Linked DNA regions of Sus scrofa: all the other regions are linked to region 5. A link is a contact called in public HiChIP or PLAC-seq and promoter capture Hi-C data. All regions are on one chromosome and are shown on one strand. The core of a region is the stretch at or near the end of the contact, and the rest is flanking DNA. Distances in the headings are between cores, read along the strand shown.

The links. Promoter capture Hi-C pulls out the DNA fragments that hold promoters and counts their contacts. HiChIP or PLAC-seq counts read pairs in DNA pulled down with a chosen protein or histone mark.
Region 1: a contact with region 5 is called in an H3K27ac HiChIP or PLAC-seq map of alveolar macrophages. The contact joins the promoter of PPP4C here to the promoter of ZNF771 in region 5. A contact is called at or near these places in 1 of 5 promoter capture datasets (fetal liver) and 1 of 2 datasets of contacts at active chromatin or transcription factors (alveolar macrophages).
Region 2: a contact with region 5 is called in an H3K27ac HiChIP or PLAC-seq map of alveolar macrophages. The contact joins the promoter of INO80E here to the promoter of ZNF771 in region 5. A contact is called at or near these places in 1 of 5 promoter capture datasets (fetal liver) and 1 of 2 datasets of contacts at active chromatin or transcription factors (alveolar macrophages).
Region 3: a contact with region 5 is called in an H3K27ac HiChIP or PLAC-seq map of alveolar macrophages. The contact joins the promoter of YPEL3 here to the promoter of ZNF771 in region 5. A contact is called at or near these places in 1 of 5 promoter capture datasets (fetal liver) and 1 of 2 datasets of contacts at active chromatin or transcription factors (alveolar macrophages).
Region 4: a contact with region 5 is called in a promoter capture Hi-C map of fetal liver, with 3 times the contacts expected there. The contact joins the promoter of FAM57B here to the promoter of ZNF771 in region 5. A contact is called at or near these places in 3 of 5 promoter capture datasets (fetal liver, fetal skeletal muscle and liver) and 3 of 47 Hi-C or Micro-C datasets (embryonic fibroblasts, liver and retroperitoneal adipose tissue).

What each region holds. Positions count from the first base shown.
Region 1 is chr3:18,261,393-18,264,092 of Sscrofa11.1, forward strand. PPP4C (serine/threonine-protein phosphatase 4 catalytic subunit) reads left to right here and starts at 1,425. Exons shown (of 9, transcript XM_021088021.1): 1 at 1,425-1,542; 2 at 1,769-1,932. The coding sequence starts at 1,835.
Region 2 is chr3:18,200,787-18,203,486 of Sscrofa11.1, forward strand. INO80E (INO80 complex subunit E) reads left to right here and starts at 1,306. Exons shown (of 6, transcript XM_021088007.1): 1 at 1,306-1,521; 2 at 1,683-1,753; 3 at 1,950-2,002. The coding sequence starts at 1,441. HIRIP3 (HIRA-interacting protein 3) reads right to left here and starts at 1,121. Exons shown (of 8, transcript XM_021087988.1): 1 at 626-1,121; 2 at 428-548; 3 at 191-305. The coding sequence starts at 690.
Region 3 is chr3:18,280,048-18,282,747 of Sscrofa11.1, forward strand. YPEL3 (protein yippee-like 3) reads right to left here and starts at 1,295. Exons shown (of 5, transcript XM_021088027.1): 1 at 1,126-1,295; 2 at 272-454; 3 at 120-163. The coding sequence starts at 388. It overlaps GDPD3 (glycerophosphodiester phosphodiesterase domain-containing protein 3), which reads right to left. Exons shown (of 12, transcript XM_021088020.1): 12 at 2,527-2,700.
Region 4 is chr3:18,229,976-18,232,675 of Sscrofa11.1, forward strand. It overlaps FAM57B (protein FAM57B), which reads right to left and starts at 1,441. Exons shown (of 7, transcript XM_021088005.1): 1 at 1,040-1,441; 2 at 941-1,037; 3 at 1-39. The coding sequence starts at 1,064. LOC110260082 reads right to left here. Exons shown (of 4, transcript XM_021088012.1): 4 at 1,498-1,685. The coding sequence ends at 1,581. It overlaps LOC110260083 (a long non-coding RNA gene), which reads left to right. Exons shown (of 8, transcript XR_002342905.1): 3 at 1-291; 4 at 2,574-2,700.
Region 5 is chr3:17,916,159-17,918,858 of Sscrofa11.1, forward strand. ZNF771 (zinc finger protein 771) reads right to left here and starts at 1,256. Exons shown (of 3, transcript XM_005653018.3): 1 at 1-1,256.

The sequences.
Region 1 (2,700 bases), core at 175-2,674, 350 kb after region 5:
TAGGAGTTCCATTATGGCACAGTGGTTAAAGAATCCGACTGGGAACCATGGGGTTGTGGGTTCCATCCCTGGCCTTGCTCAGTGGGTTGAGGATCCGGCGTTGCCATGAGCTGTGGTGTAGGTCGCAGACGCAGCTCCGATCCTGCATTGCTGTGGTTCTGGCGTGGCCGGTGGCTACAGCTCCAGTTAGACGCCTAGCCTGGGAATCTCCATATGCCACAGGAGCGGCCCTAAAAAAGGCAAAAAGACTAGGAAAAAAAAGAAAAGAAAAAGAGAGGGCCCATAGAAGACAATAAAAGACATTCCAAAAGGGCTCTGACACCAAGAGGTTTGTTTCAAGACAAATCGCTTCCTCTGCCTGCAGCAAGAGACTAAAGAAGCAGAGGACTTTAAATGTCAGTTTGGAGTGTTTTATAAAGTTTATAATGACAAAGTGAGCATCAGAAAGTGTGACAGAAGAGACCAGACCTTGAGGACACAGCTTTCCTAGGTTAAAACATCAACCTTGACCCAAGCCCAGAATTATTAGCTATGTAACTGTGGAAGTTAATCTCTTTTAGCCAGTTTCCTTTTTTTGTTGTTGTTTTTTTGAGGGCTGCACCCACAGCATATGGAAGTTCCTAGGCTAGGGACTGAATCTGCCTGCCACAGCCACAGCCACACAAGATCTGAGCTGCGTCTGCAATCTAGCAACCTGCATCACAGCTCACAGCAAGAGAGATCCTTAACCCACTGAGCGAGGCCAGGGATGGAACCCTTCACCTCATGCATACTAGTCGGGTTCCGTACCCCTGAGCCACAACCGGAACACCAGTTTCCTCCTTCTTTTTAAAGGAATAAAACTGCAGACAAGAGCAGGGGTGAGGGGTGTCAAAGAGACCTTTCTGGAACCAGGGAAGTCAGGTTGACTGAGGTATAAGCTTGTTGTGGGGAAGGTGGACTCCTTTCTGACTCTAACTTCAGAGGTCCTCCATCGGAGAGATGTCTCTTGGGCCTTGGAAAGAGATTTGGACTGGGAGTCTTTCGCCCATCCAACAAAGAGTTCTGTATGCCAACTGTGCCAGGCCATGTTCTAAGTGAGAACTGGGGCTGCAAGTGTGAACAGGACAAAATTCCATCTCTCAGGGACTGTAATGGGGGAGGCCGACTAAAACAGGTAAACAGAAACGTGTACGCTGAAGTTACAACGCGGAACGCCGACTCAGTTCCAGTTTCCTTCACTGACACGGTAATGTGGAGCGGATGTGGAGTCCGTCACCGCCCTCACAGCGCCAATCCGCTCAGCCCACAATCACTTCCGCTCGCACATTGCAGACATCCGGTTCTTCCGGCTCATTTGCATTCCTAGGCTTGAGGGGGTGGGGTAAGGGCGCGGCTTGGGAGGGGGGCGTGTGTATGACGCCACATCCGGCGCGCGGCGGAACTGGTGTTCCTCTGCTTCCGCGGCGGGGCCGGAAGTAGAAGCGGAGGTGGCGGCGGCCCAAAGCGGAGGGAAAGAGGAAGACAGGGAGCACGAAAACCGGAGCCGGAGTCGCTGCGTCGGTAATAGTCGGAGACCCTTCTAGGCCACCGTCCCTGGCGCGGGACCTCAGGGTTCGACGGGAGTTAGCGGAGGGCGGCCCGGGCTGTGGGACGCTGGGGGCCCCGGGGCCTATGTGAGGGGAGGCGGGAGTTGGGGGGGCCGGGCCAGCTCCAGAACCGAGTTGCCCCCCCCGACCCGGCGCCCCTTAAGGACACTGATCCGCGGCTTCTCCTTGGCCTTTCCCAGGAGACCCCTGTGCGGTGCGGAGGGGGCTACGGCCCCGGCTCTGACCCGCTCCGGGGCGGGTGGGCCATGGCGGAGATCAGCGATCTGGACCGGCAGATCGAGCAGCTGCGGCGCTGCGAGCTCATCAAGGAGAGCGAAGTCAAGGCCCTGTGCGCAAAGGCCAGGTGAGCCCGGGAAGAGAGGCTTCAGCCACTGATCAGAGGCCGGAAGCTTGGGGCAAATCCAGCTGAGAACTTTGGGCCTGGCTCATCCTGGAAGCTTTCCCAGAGAGGAGCGAATAGGGCCACTTCCCTCGAGGAGCAGCCGGGCCTGTTGGGGGAAGACAGACCTGGATTCAAATATCTGAAGTATTAGATGATGTGTTTTCAGTGGAGTTGGAATTACAGAAAGTACTTAGGAAGCTTAGGGAAACAACCTTGTCTGTCTGGGGGGGAACAGAGAACGTTTCTTGGAGGAACTGAACTTTGGGTTAGGCCTTGAAGAATAAGATGATAAAAGGGAATGTCAGCAAGAAGATTTGGTTTACAGTATTCTTTTTTTTTTTTTGGCTTTTTAGGGCCGCACCTGTGGCACTTAGAGGTTCCCAGGCTAGGGGCTGAATCAGAGCTTCAGCTGCTGGCCTACGCCACCAGCCACAGCAATAGCAATGAGGGATCCTTAACCCACTGAGTGAGTCCAGGGATCAAACCCACAACATCTTGGCTCCTAGTCGAATTTGTTTCCGCTGTGCCACAACGGGAACTCCTACAGTATTGTTTTAATCCCAGTAACAACCCAAAAAGGTGTGTGGAATTGTCTTCATCTCACAGGTGAGGATGCTTACATTCAGGAGTAAGGGGTAAAGCCTGAAGCGAGTTCTCCATGTCCTGTCCATTTTCAGGCCATCATGCAAGAAAGTGGAGTTGGATCACACTCATACTCCTTGTGGGAGC
Region 2 (2,700 bases), core at 56-2,555, 280 kb after region 5:
CTCCACTTGGGATAAACTGCCTCTAATCCTGCTCTGACAGACGGAAGGGCAGTAGGAGACAGCGCTCAGTCTACCCTTTTCCTAGTGCCTGACGCACCCATCCAGCGCCCTCATCTAAGGCCTTGGGGCATAGCTCACGCGCAACAAGTAAATACGTTTTGAATGGACCACCTATGTAGAAAGCACTAACCTGACTCTGAATTGAAACGGAACCTTTTCCTCTCTCGGTCATGGCAGAGGGTGGGAGACCTCTTCGCCTTCTTGGCAAGGTCGAGCCTCTCTTCCTTGGCACCCGTTTCATCCACCTGTGTGGAGCATCAAGAGGGCAAAACATGAACCAAGGTTGTTTTCGGCCCCGCCCCCCTCAGGCTCCTCCGCCGCCGCCTCCACAACCCCCGCCTCTGGTGACCCCGGCTGGCGCCCTCACCTGCATCTTCAGCAGCTCCTCCTCCACTAGCCTCTTCAGCGCCTGCTTCTCCTCAGGTTCCAGGTGGTCGCGGCCGGCGTGAGCCAAGAACCTCTGCCGCACGATGGAGTGCGTAAGCGTGCTGCAGAAACACGTGTCAGGACAGAGTCCCCGTCCCGCCCCTGCCCTTTCCAACCCCAACGCCAACCTCCGGTGCACCTGAGGTCCGGGCGGCCTCGGAAGAAGCTACGGGTGAACTCCTGCATCTCATTCTCCCGCGCCATTTTGCTCCACCCAGAATACTGGTGGCTCCCGCCTTTTTTCTTCCCGGCCTCCGTCCACGCGTTTGACAGGAGCTTGCGCACGCGCAGAGTCGTAGAGCCGTGAGGCTAGCGACCGTTGAAGGTCCGTTGCGGGCCGCTTAGACCGAGAACTTTACCAGACAAAACTTGCTCTCCCCGGGCAGTGTGTGTGTTTGGGGGGGGGGTGTCTCGCAGCTCCTTCCTCTTTTTTTTTTTTTTTTTTTTAAGAACGAAGCGCTTCGAAAGTTTTCCTTAGAAACCGATTCGCAGCCCGCAACCTTTGGGTAACGCAATCAACCTGCGACGCTGCCTCCGTTCGTGATCACGGGCAGCAGTTAGGCCTCTGTGATTTTCGAAAGACAGAAAGAAAAGGGCGTCCCCACCTAGAGACTAGGAATTCCAGGGAGAAATTCGTCTTGTGGCTTCAAATCGCTAAGCACATTCCAAGTCAGTAAGGAAGCCCTTCGGCAGCCGACATCTCTGTGACGTCTTCACGTCGCGGCGGCGCCATCTTCCGCGTATCCCCTGGAAACAACGCTCCTTTCACGGTGGTCCCTCGGAGCCACCCCCTGTGGTCAAGATCTCTGGGCGCGGTGGACTCTGGGAGTTGTAGTCCCAGCGAACACAGCCTAGCCGAGTCTCCGGAAGTGGAAGCGGAAGAGGCCGGGCCGAGGCGGCTTTCGGGTAGCGGGACCCCGGACTAGGTTTGGGGCGCCACTCCCGGACCCAGTCATGAACGGGCCGGCGGATGGCGAAGTGGACTACAAGAAGAAATACCGGAACCTGAAGCGGAAGCTCAAATTCCTCATCTACGTGAGTGCTGGGTGGAGTGGGAAGGTGGAGGGGGGTGAGGCCTGGCGCTGGTAGGACGTCCGTTTAGTTCTGTGTAAAGGGAGCAGGGTACTCTGTGGCCGGCTTCCGAGCCCCATTTACGGATGGCAGGTGGCTCAGCATCCACCTTGCCCTTGATACAGGAACACGAGTGCTTCCAGGAGGAACTGAGGAAGGCACAGAGAAAATTGTTGAAGGTGTCCCGGGACAAGAGGTGAGACAGGCTCCGAGGGGAGGAGGGAGACCAGAGTAGATCTACATTCGGCCCCCACCCTGGAATGGGCCACAAATGCATGATGCCTGCCTGGGGACTGTTGTGAGGACGGGGCCAGTTCGAAGGGACGGGGGCTCAAGAGAACGTTGCAGAGATGGGAATAAACACTCATTGTTCCCCCCGCCTCTTTCCTCAGTTTCCTCCTAGACCGACTTCTGCAGTACGAGAACGTGGATGAAGACTCTTCTGGTGAGCAGGGTCATGGAAAATTGGTGGAGGACATGCTCCTGGCGCTCCAGCCAGCTCACTGGGCCCTCCTTTTAGACTGGAGGCCAGTACACCTCTGGTGGTTCCTAAGCCTGGTTGCTTGCCCTCCACCTCCCCTGTTTGTTAACTCAAGTATTACTGGATATCTACTTCGTTTCAGGCACTGTGCTCTGCACAGGGAATGCAGTGGTGACTGAGATGCACAAAGCTTCTGGGAATTTGTATTGTAATTAGGTGTAATAAGAGAGCAAAGAAATAAACTAGAGTTTTAGATTCGAAAGGCATAAAATCAGGGTGATATGGTAGTGATTGGAATAAAGCAGGGGTTGATAAACGTTCTCTGTAAAGAGCTAAGTAGGCATTCCTGCTGTGGCACAGTGGGTTAAAGATCCGGCCGCGTCACTGCAGCAGTTAAAGCAGTGGTGTAGGTCGAAGGTGCAGCTTGGATTTGATCCCTGGCCTGAGATCCTCAGGTGTGGCCTCCATATGCTTCAGGTGCGGCGAAAAAGGGGAAAGAGAGCGGGAAAAGAGCCAAGTAGACTTTGCAGAACATATACCTTTTGTTTCAGCGTCTCAGCTGAATAAAAGCTGCAGTTGCCGGCCTACACCACAGCTCACGGCAACGCCAGATACTTAACCCACTGAGTGAGGCCAGGGATGGAACCTGTGTCCTCATGGAT
Region 3 (2,700 bases), core at 45-2,544, 360 kb after region 5:
CCACGAGAAGGGCAATCACAGCTTCCTGCCCAAACCAGAGGACTCTGGGAGTCTCCCTGCCAGGGGTCACAGGTCACCACAGAGATCAGGAAGAGAAAGAAAGGAGATTGAATACTTACACAGAGTTGAAGAGGTAGGCACGCCCCTGGCTGCCCTGAAAGGACTAAAGGGTAGGAGGGAGAATTGGGGGGCGGTGGTTAGGGCTACTAGTGCGGAGCTGCCAGGCAGCCCCTCTTGCCTCCCATTTCAGCCCCAGCTGTGACCTGGTTACCTTGGAGATGAGGTCGTCGTGGTTGGCCAGGTGAGCACGGCAGTGGGCACAGCTATACCTCCGGTGACAATCATCCAAGTAGGCCTGAAACGTCTTGGGCTTTGAAATCCGCACCATGGCGGGGGCCGGGGGCAGTGGCCCCACGCGGGGAGCGGCCCACGGGGAGCAGAGGGAGCCCAGTGCCTGCAGGGAAGGGAGCAAGGGGGCTGTCAAGACCTGGGCCACACACAGGCAGGCACGCCCTGGGCCATGGGGACTCTCTCTGTCACACTTGGCTGCTGTCTCCTCTCCCTAGAGCCAGCAGCCTCTCCAGAGGCCAGAGCCGGCTCAGTTTTGACTCACTGAGGCCTCGAGTTGCATCAATGGGGAAACTGAGGCTAGGAGGAGCCCCAGATGAGTCATCCACCTGCTTCCAGCCTCACCCCTGCTGACCTGGCAAGTGAAGCTGGACGAAGGGGCTCTAGAGTGGATGAACTGTCAGCTCTCCGTTTAGGGGGAGCACGGAGGGGTCAGGAATTGTATGGTCCTTAGAACCTCATCGGAACTGCCGGGGGTGGGGCGACTTCGCTGGACGTAGAGGGAGTTCACCTGGGGAGAGGATCCCTCACCTGGGGAAGGCAGGAGGCCTCACTGAAAGGTGGAGGGTCAACTGGGTGGGGAGGGGATCTTACCTGGAGGCGCCGAGGCCTTGTCTATGCCGGGGGGGATCTTACCTGCATCGCGGAGCCTTACCTGAGACCCCCAGGGTTCACCTGGGGCGCGGGGGTGGGGGGCGGGCGCCGGGGAAGGGGGCAGTCCTCACCGTCAGGGCGGGGGCGCGGGGCGACGCGCACCCCTGATGATGCGGGCCTCACCTCGCCTGGGCGCGCGGGGACCCGGTCCGCCGGGGTGGCCTGGCCTGGGAGTGGGGGGCGCTCCTGGTGGGCGCCGTCCCCCCCGGCCCGGGTTCGCAGCCGCCGCGACTTGTTTACACCGAGACCAGCTGCTGCCGCGGCTGCGGCGGGAGGGGGAGGGGGCCGGCCTCTGGTCCCGGCGGCCGCCTCGGCCAATCGGCGTGCAGCATGCAAATGAGGGGGCGCGTCACACAGCGGCCAGCGCAGGCCCAGGCTGCCCTTCCCCCTGCCACCCGGCTCCGGCCGGCCCGGAAATGCGGCTGCGGCCCGCCACCCAGCCGGCCGGCCCCACGGCCCCGGGCCCGGTCGCCCCTCGGCCTCCTGCGGCCCTTGAGGGGCGAGGATCTGAGATACCCGACCTGGCGTGGAGTCAGGATGGGGGATGCTGTCCGGACGCACCCCACCGGGAAATAATAAGAGTCATAATTTTCTGCGTTTACCCCCCGCCCGTGCCCCACTCTCTTAATCCCCACAGCAATCCCTGGAGACAGCTGCTGCTACAGTTCCCACGTTACCGGGGAACTGAGGTCCACAGAGGTCTGGCAGCTCTCCAAAGTATCCAGTTAGTAAGAGGCAAAGTGGGGATTCTCGCTTTGGTTGGATTCCTGGCTTCTTGCCATAGCACCACAGACAGACTCTTGGACGGACAGGTGCCCACCTGTGCCAGACCCCTTTGAGCCAGAGCCTCAGGGACAAGCGATTGCTGCTGGTGTGCCTCACCTCCTCCAGGCAGCCCCCCCCTCCGATGCCCTGCCCATTCAGGCTGTTTTAGGTGTCTTTCCTTTCTCAGACATTGTCAAAATGTCTATTTAAACATGTGTTCCCCACCCTAGACTTGTTTTGTTCCCTGTATTGGCCTTAGTATCCAGCCCGGCCTAAAGTCATCAGTAACCTATGTGCAATATGTGATTCATTAAATGAATCGGGTAGCAGGGCTGGAGAGGGTTGAGGAATTTGAGAAGCTTCTGGATTAGGAGACTTGGGAATGGAAGTTTGGAATGACTGAGGGATCAGCTGGGCCAGCCATGCCCACCCTCTGAAGCCAGGTGAGGAGGCTCACAGGGGCAAGTCAGATGCCTTGCTGTTGCGTCTGGGCCTCTTAATGGCCTCAGGAGAATGGAAGCCTTGTCTGTGGCTCTGGAGGGGCAGGGGGCCTTGCAAGGGACATTCCTGAGGAGAGTGGAGGCCAGGTTGGCATGGGGTGTGGCATTACTCTGGATCTGGAATGCGGTGAAACCAGTGGGTCGGGATGGTTAGGGCCTCAGACTCTGGCCCTCAGCTGGCCTCTTGGGCTTCAGGCTGCCATCTTTGTAGTTTCTAGGATCGCTCCGCTCCTCCCAACCCTAAGCATAGAGACATGCCTGAGAAGAAAATATTTATTGAGGAAGAGAAATAGAGGAGGGGGGAGTTCCTATTGCGGCGCAGCGGAAATGAATCCCAGTAGTATCCATGAGGATGCAGGTTCGATCCCTTAGCCTTGTCCAGTGTTCGATCCGGCATAGCCCTGAGCCGTGTAGGTCGCAGATGGGGCTCAGA
Region 4 (2,700 bases), core at 191-2,690, 310 kb after region 5:
GCTGTGGAGGCCATGACGGCTTGGACGGAGGACACGAGCCTAGGGAGGAAGAGGGAGCCGTCGGTTGGGGAGAAGAGGCGCCCCTTGGCTTCTCCTCTTGATTGTCCAGTTACTGTGCTTCTCGGGTCACTCCCTGCCCATCTTTCCCCAAGGCTGCCTTGCCCGGGGCTCAGCCCCATTCAGACAGCAGTGAGCTCCTGGGTTCACCCCTTTCTCTGCCATCTTCCTCCCCTCAACTGCGGACCCTGAGTCGCCGTCCCCTCAGGAGGACACCAGGGAGGTCATCTTGAGGTGAGACGATGCTGAGAATGGGTGGCTGATGACAAAGCCCCTCCCGGGGAGGGGTGAGGTGGGGGGCACAGCAGAGCATGGCACAGGAAAGCCCCGGGCCTGTTCTTGCATCACGCAGCTGCCCAGTCATCATGCCGGTCATCCACGGGCTCCTGGGATGTCCCCAGTTGCCCCTGGCCACTTTCCCGCTCTCCGCTTGCCTGCCCCACGCTCCCCTCCCCACCTCCGGCCCCTATGCCAGGGCTGTGCGGAGTTCGTTCCACTGTTCACTCCTCTGTCCCTCTTTGCCCCAAACACATGCCTTGAATACTGCTCGACTCTCTCTGCCCCTTGTCTGGCTCCCTAACATCCTATGGGAATGTTGGAGGCACTTGCTGGCCCTGTTTTGGAGGGTGGGAGGGTGAATGGGAAAGGGAAGAAGAGCAGTCTGAACACTAGTAGACCAGATGGCTGGGTTTGGATGAGGTCTCCTGGGACGGCAGTGAGTAAGGCAGCGAGGAGAGAAGGAAGCTGGGAGGTAGAGCCCACCGACCACTCCGGGAGCCCCCAGACCCCACCAGGCCAAGGATCCACAGACGTGCTGGGGTCCCCTCCATCCCCAAAAAGCCTGGAAAGGGGAGAGGGGTGGAGGGGAAGGGACGCAGTTTACCTGGCGGAGACAATGACCGCGTCGGCCTCCTCCCAGCGCAGCTGGGGCAGCCGCTGGAGCGTGTTCTTGGAGAGGAGGAAGAGTCCGGGGAACACCACCCCCCAGCCACCATGGGGGTCAGCATGGTGGCTCGGGCCTCCGGCAGGGAGACGAGCGAGCGAGTGGCCGCGAAGGGACAGGGAGGCCGAGCTGAAGGGAGTTAGGGGTGGAGAAGGATGCCAGGCCAGGCAAGGAGAGAGAGAGAGAAAGGGGCACAAAGGGGACAGGGCGGGGACGGGATGGGGCTGGGGAGTCAGACCGAAGGACAGGCGAGCAAAAGGGAGTTAGATGAGACTGGGGACACGGGGAGAGACTGGGGAGGGGGGGGAATCCGAGAAAGGGAGCCCGAGAAAGCCAGTCAGAGGGTTGGGAGAGAGATGAGGAGGGAAGGACTTGGTGAGAGGACAGAGGGAGAGGGTACAGGAGGAGGAGGAGGAGGAGGAGGATGCGGATGGGGAGGGGAGGGAGAGCGGCAGGTTGGGGGGGTTACGCGGAGTGGCGGGGAGGGCCCGGGGAGGCGGGGTGGGGGGTGGGACTGTGGTGCCCGCTCTGAAAGGGAGGGCGGGAGGGAAGGGAGACAGAGGAGCGGCGGGGCCAGTGGTCAGCGGTCAGCACTGCTCTCCCGCCTCTCGCTGCCGCCACAGTTCCCGCTGCCGCCGCCGCCGCCGCCGCCGCCGCCGCCGCCCGGTCCAGAGGGCCCCGGAGGCTGCACAGGGCATTATAGAGAGTTCGTGCCCAGCCCCTGCCCCCTCTGGGGGGAGGGGGAGGGGACGTCACCAGCTGGGGGAGGGCGGGGGAGGGGGAGGGAAATGATGGCACCGACCAGACACCGAGGACCGGGACCTGCAGCGGCGTCTCCCCATGCAGCTCTGAGCCACGGCAGCGGCGGCAGCGGCTGCGACAGAGATGGGGGGGAACGGAGAAAGAGGGAGGGGGAGGCCCTTAAAGAGACAGCCGCTGCGGCACAGGGGGCTGCTGAGGACAAGGGTCAGGGGAGAGTCAGCTCTTTCACTTGGGGATGGAGGTGGCTGTTGGGAGCCCGGGAGGGGACTGACCCAGCACTTGGCATTTCTTCCTCTGCCAAGGCCTCCCAACACATGTCCCTCGGGGGCCTGTGTGCTTCCAGCTGAGGGTGGCCTCTCTGGTAGAAAGAGGATGCCCTGGAGGAGGGAGCAGGGGAAACTGGTACCTCCCGGTGTCTCTGAAGGATGCATGTCCTTAGGGCTCAGAGATCCCTAGGTCCTTCACCCCGATGGGAGAGAGGGGAACTCTGAGGTATACATGAGGTGCCTGTAGGTCCTGCCCTGGCTGCAAGTCAGTCCTACGAGCTTCTCTAACTCTTGTAACAGTACTGAGGGAATGGCACTTTTTACAGGTCAAAAAGTGTCCCCAGGCCTTCAGTGGCCCCAAGTTCTCAGAGTTGCGAAGATGCAAGAACCCTCTCATCCTGGGCGGCAGGGGTTAAAGAGAGTGGGAAGCTCTGCCTCCCTGAAAGCCCACCTCAAGCTGAGGATGGCCCTTTCCGTACCCGTGTCCTTGAGGCTATCCGGCCTCTCCCAGCCTGCCCTAAACCCTGGTCATTCTTTTTCTTCAGGTTTATTGTGCCCCTGGCTCCCCTTCCTCTGCAACTTCCTCTCCCCCTGGAAGAGGACCCTGGGGATTGGCTGATTCAAGCCCCTCATCCAGCTGCAAGGAAAGGAGGCCCAGTGACTTGGCCAAGG
Region 5 (2,700 bases), core at 6-2,505:
AGCAACCCAAGCTGCTGCAGTCAGAGCCACAGCGGGAACTCCCACAGCAGTATCTTGTTTGGCCCTCAAGTTTAAAAGTTAGCTTTAGGAGTTCCCTGGTGGCCTAGCAGGCTAAGGATCTGACATTGGAATTCCTGCCTGTGGCCATCAGGATCAGTGGCATCTCAGCAGCACCAGGATGCAGGTTCAATTCCCCAGCCGGGCACGGTGGGTTAAAGCATAGACCGGGGAACTCCATATGCTGTGGGGCGGCCAAAAAAAAAAAAGGACCTGCCCGTTGTCACTGATGCACTGATGTGGCATGAGTTCTGTCCCTGGCCCAGGAATTTCCACATGCCACAGGTGCAGCACAAAAAAAGTAGTAAGAGAGAACTTTTACACATTTTAATTTTCAACATTTAAAAATTGAGATATTTCATATAAACATCTGTATTTTCCTACTTCTCTTGAAAAAGATAGCTGAGTCTCCTATTTTATGACTGAGGCAGTGAAGATTCAGAAATGATGAAAAAAAAGAGAACATCCAGTAAGTGCTTACAATCCCTAGTTGTCTCTTTACAACGACCTTGTGGGGACCTTCTTTTGACAGATGAGGGAACTGAAAGATGAGCGAGCTTAAGTAGTTTCCTCAAAGGCACATAGCTGGTAAGTAGAAAATTCCATAGCTCCAAATTATCTTTCAGAAATGAGGTTACATGAGGAAGCTGTAGCACAGCCAGGACTCAAGACATCCTCAGTCTGCAGTCCAGGGCATAACTCGGATGTTGGGATTACAAATGGTCAACCTTTTGCTCCTCCTCAGAGCTGGCAAAAGGGAGTAAATGAGTGTGATACCCACACTCAGGATCCCCAATGCTATTTTGATTGTGTTCATTCTCTCATCAAATATTTATTGAGCCCTACTATGTGCCTGGCACCATTCTAGATATTGGAGATGCAGTAGGAAACAAAAGAGACAAAAATCTTGGCTGCTATGGCACTTCTCAGGGTGTTAAAAAGTGTCAACAAGTAAATAAACCAGATAATTTCAGATAATGACAGGTGTAGGAAAGAAATAGGGCCAATAAGGAGTATTGCAATGATGCAATAGGGAGTAGCTATGGTTGGGGGCTTCTTTAATGTGGGTAGGGAAGGCATCTCTTAGGAAATAATTTATGAGATGAAACTTGAATGATGACAAAGTGTAGCCACTTGAGGAGTTCCTGTCATGGCTCAGCGGTTAACGAATCTGACTAGCATCCATGAGGACACAAGTTTGATCCCTGGCTTTGTTCAATGGGTTAAGGATCTGGTGTTGCTGTGAGCTACGGTGTAGGTCGCAGACATGTCTCGGATCCTGCATTGCTGTGCTTGTGGTGTAGGCTGGCAACTACAGCTCGGATTCAACCCCTAGGCCTGGGAACCTCCATGTGCTGAGGGTGTGGCCCTAAAAAGCAAAAAAAAAAAAAAGCATTAGCCACTTGAAAATCTGGAGGAATGTTCTAGACAGAGCTACAGAGACTAAGCTGAGATTAAACTTGGCATATTTGAGGAACAGAAAGAAGGCTTATGTGACTGGAGCCAAGTGAATCAGTGATGGGAAAAGCAGTGTGAGATCTGGGGGAGAGGCAGGCAGGGGGCCAGATGATGGCTGGAACCCTAGAAAAGGCAAAGTGTTGTCCCCTGATGCAGAGAATCAGTGAGGAGACTCAGCTGGGAGCAGGAAAGTTCCTACTGGGAGGTCTTCCTACTGTGGGAGGACTTTAGGACAGATGCTGGCAAAAGGAGAAACATGTACAAGTATCCAGAATCAGAGCTAGTTCTTGTTCTTGAGAATCTCACAGTCTAGTAAAAAAGATTGTGACTAAAAAGCATAGAGTCAGAGTTCGCATTGTGGCACAGCAGAAGCAAATCCAACTGGTAACCATGAGGTTGCAGTTTTGATCCCTGGCCTTTCCTCAGTGGGTTCAGGATCCTGTGTTGCTGTGGCTGTAGCTCTGATTTGACCCCTAGTCTGGAAACCTTTTTTGCGGCCCTAAAAAGCAAAAAAAATAAAAATAAAAAGTATAGGGTCCCCTGGTGGCCCAGTGGGTTCAAGGATCCAGTGTTGTGGCTGCAGTGGCTTGGATTCGATCCGAGGCCTGGCCCAGTGGGTTAAAGGATCTGGCGTTGCCACAGCTGCAGCATAGGTCACAGCTGTGGCTTGGATTCAAATCTTGGCCCATCAACTATTGAAGAAAAAAAAAACCAAACACGAGAAGGAAATAGTAGGTCTTTGACTGGAGAATAGTGGGGTGGGTGAAAAACTCCCTTGATTAAAGTGGGAATTGGGTGTAGGCCTCACTGAAGGGATGAATGTAAAAGACCTCCAAGGATGAGTGGGAGTTTGCCAGATGAACAAAACATAGCATCTTCTGGGATTGTAAACTCTTGTGAAGGGCACATCATGTTCCAGGGACACCATCACCAGAGTATTTAGTGAGGCCTGTTGTGTGCCAGGCCCCTTTTAGGACTAGGAGGTCATAAAATGAATTTGGAAAAGTTTTTTGTTTGCTTTGTTTTTGTTTTGTCTTTTGTCCTTTTTAGGGCTGTACCTGTGGCATATGGAGGTTCCCAGGCTAGGGGTCTAATCGGAGCTGTAGTCACCGGCCTCCACCAGAGCCACAGCAACACGGGATCCAAGCCTCGTCTGCAACCTACACCACAGCTCATGGTCGCGCC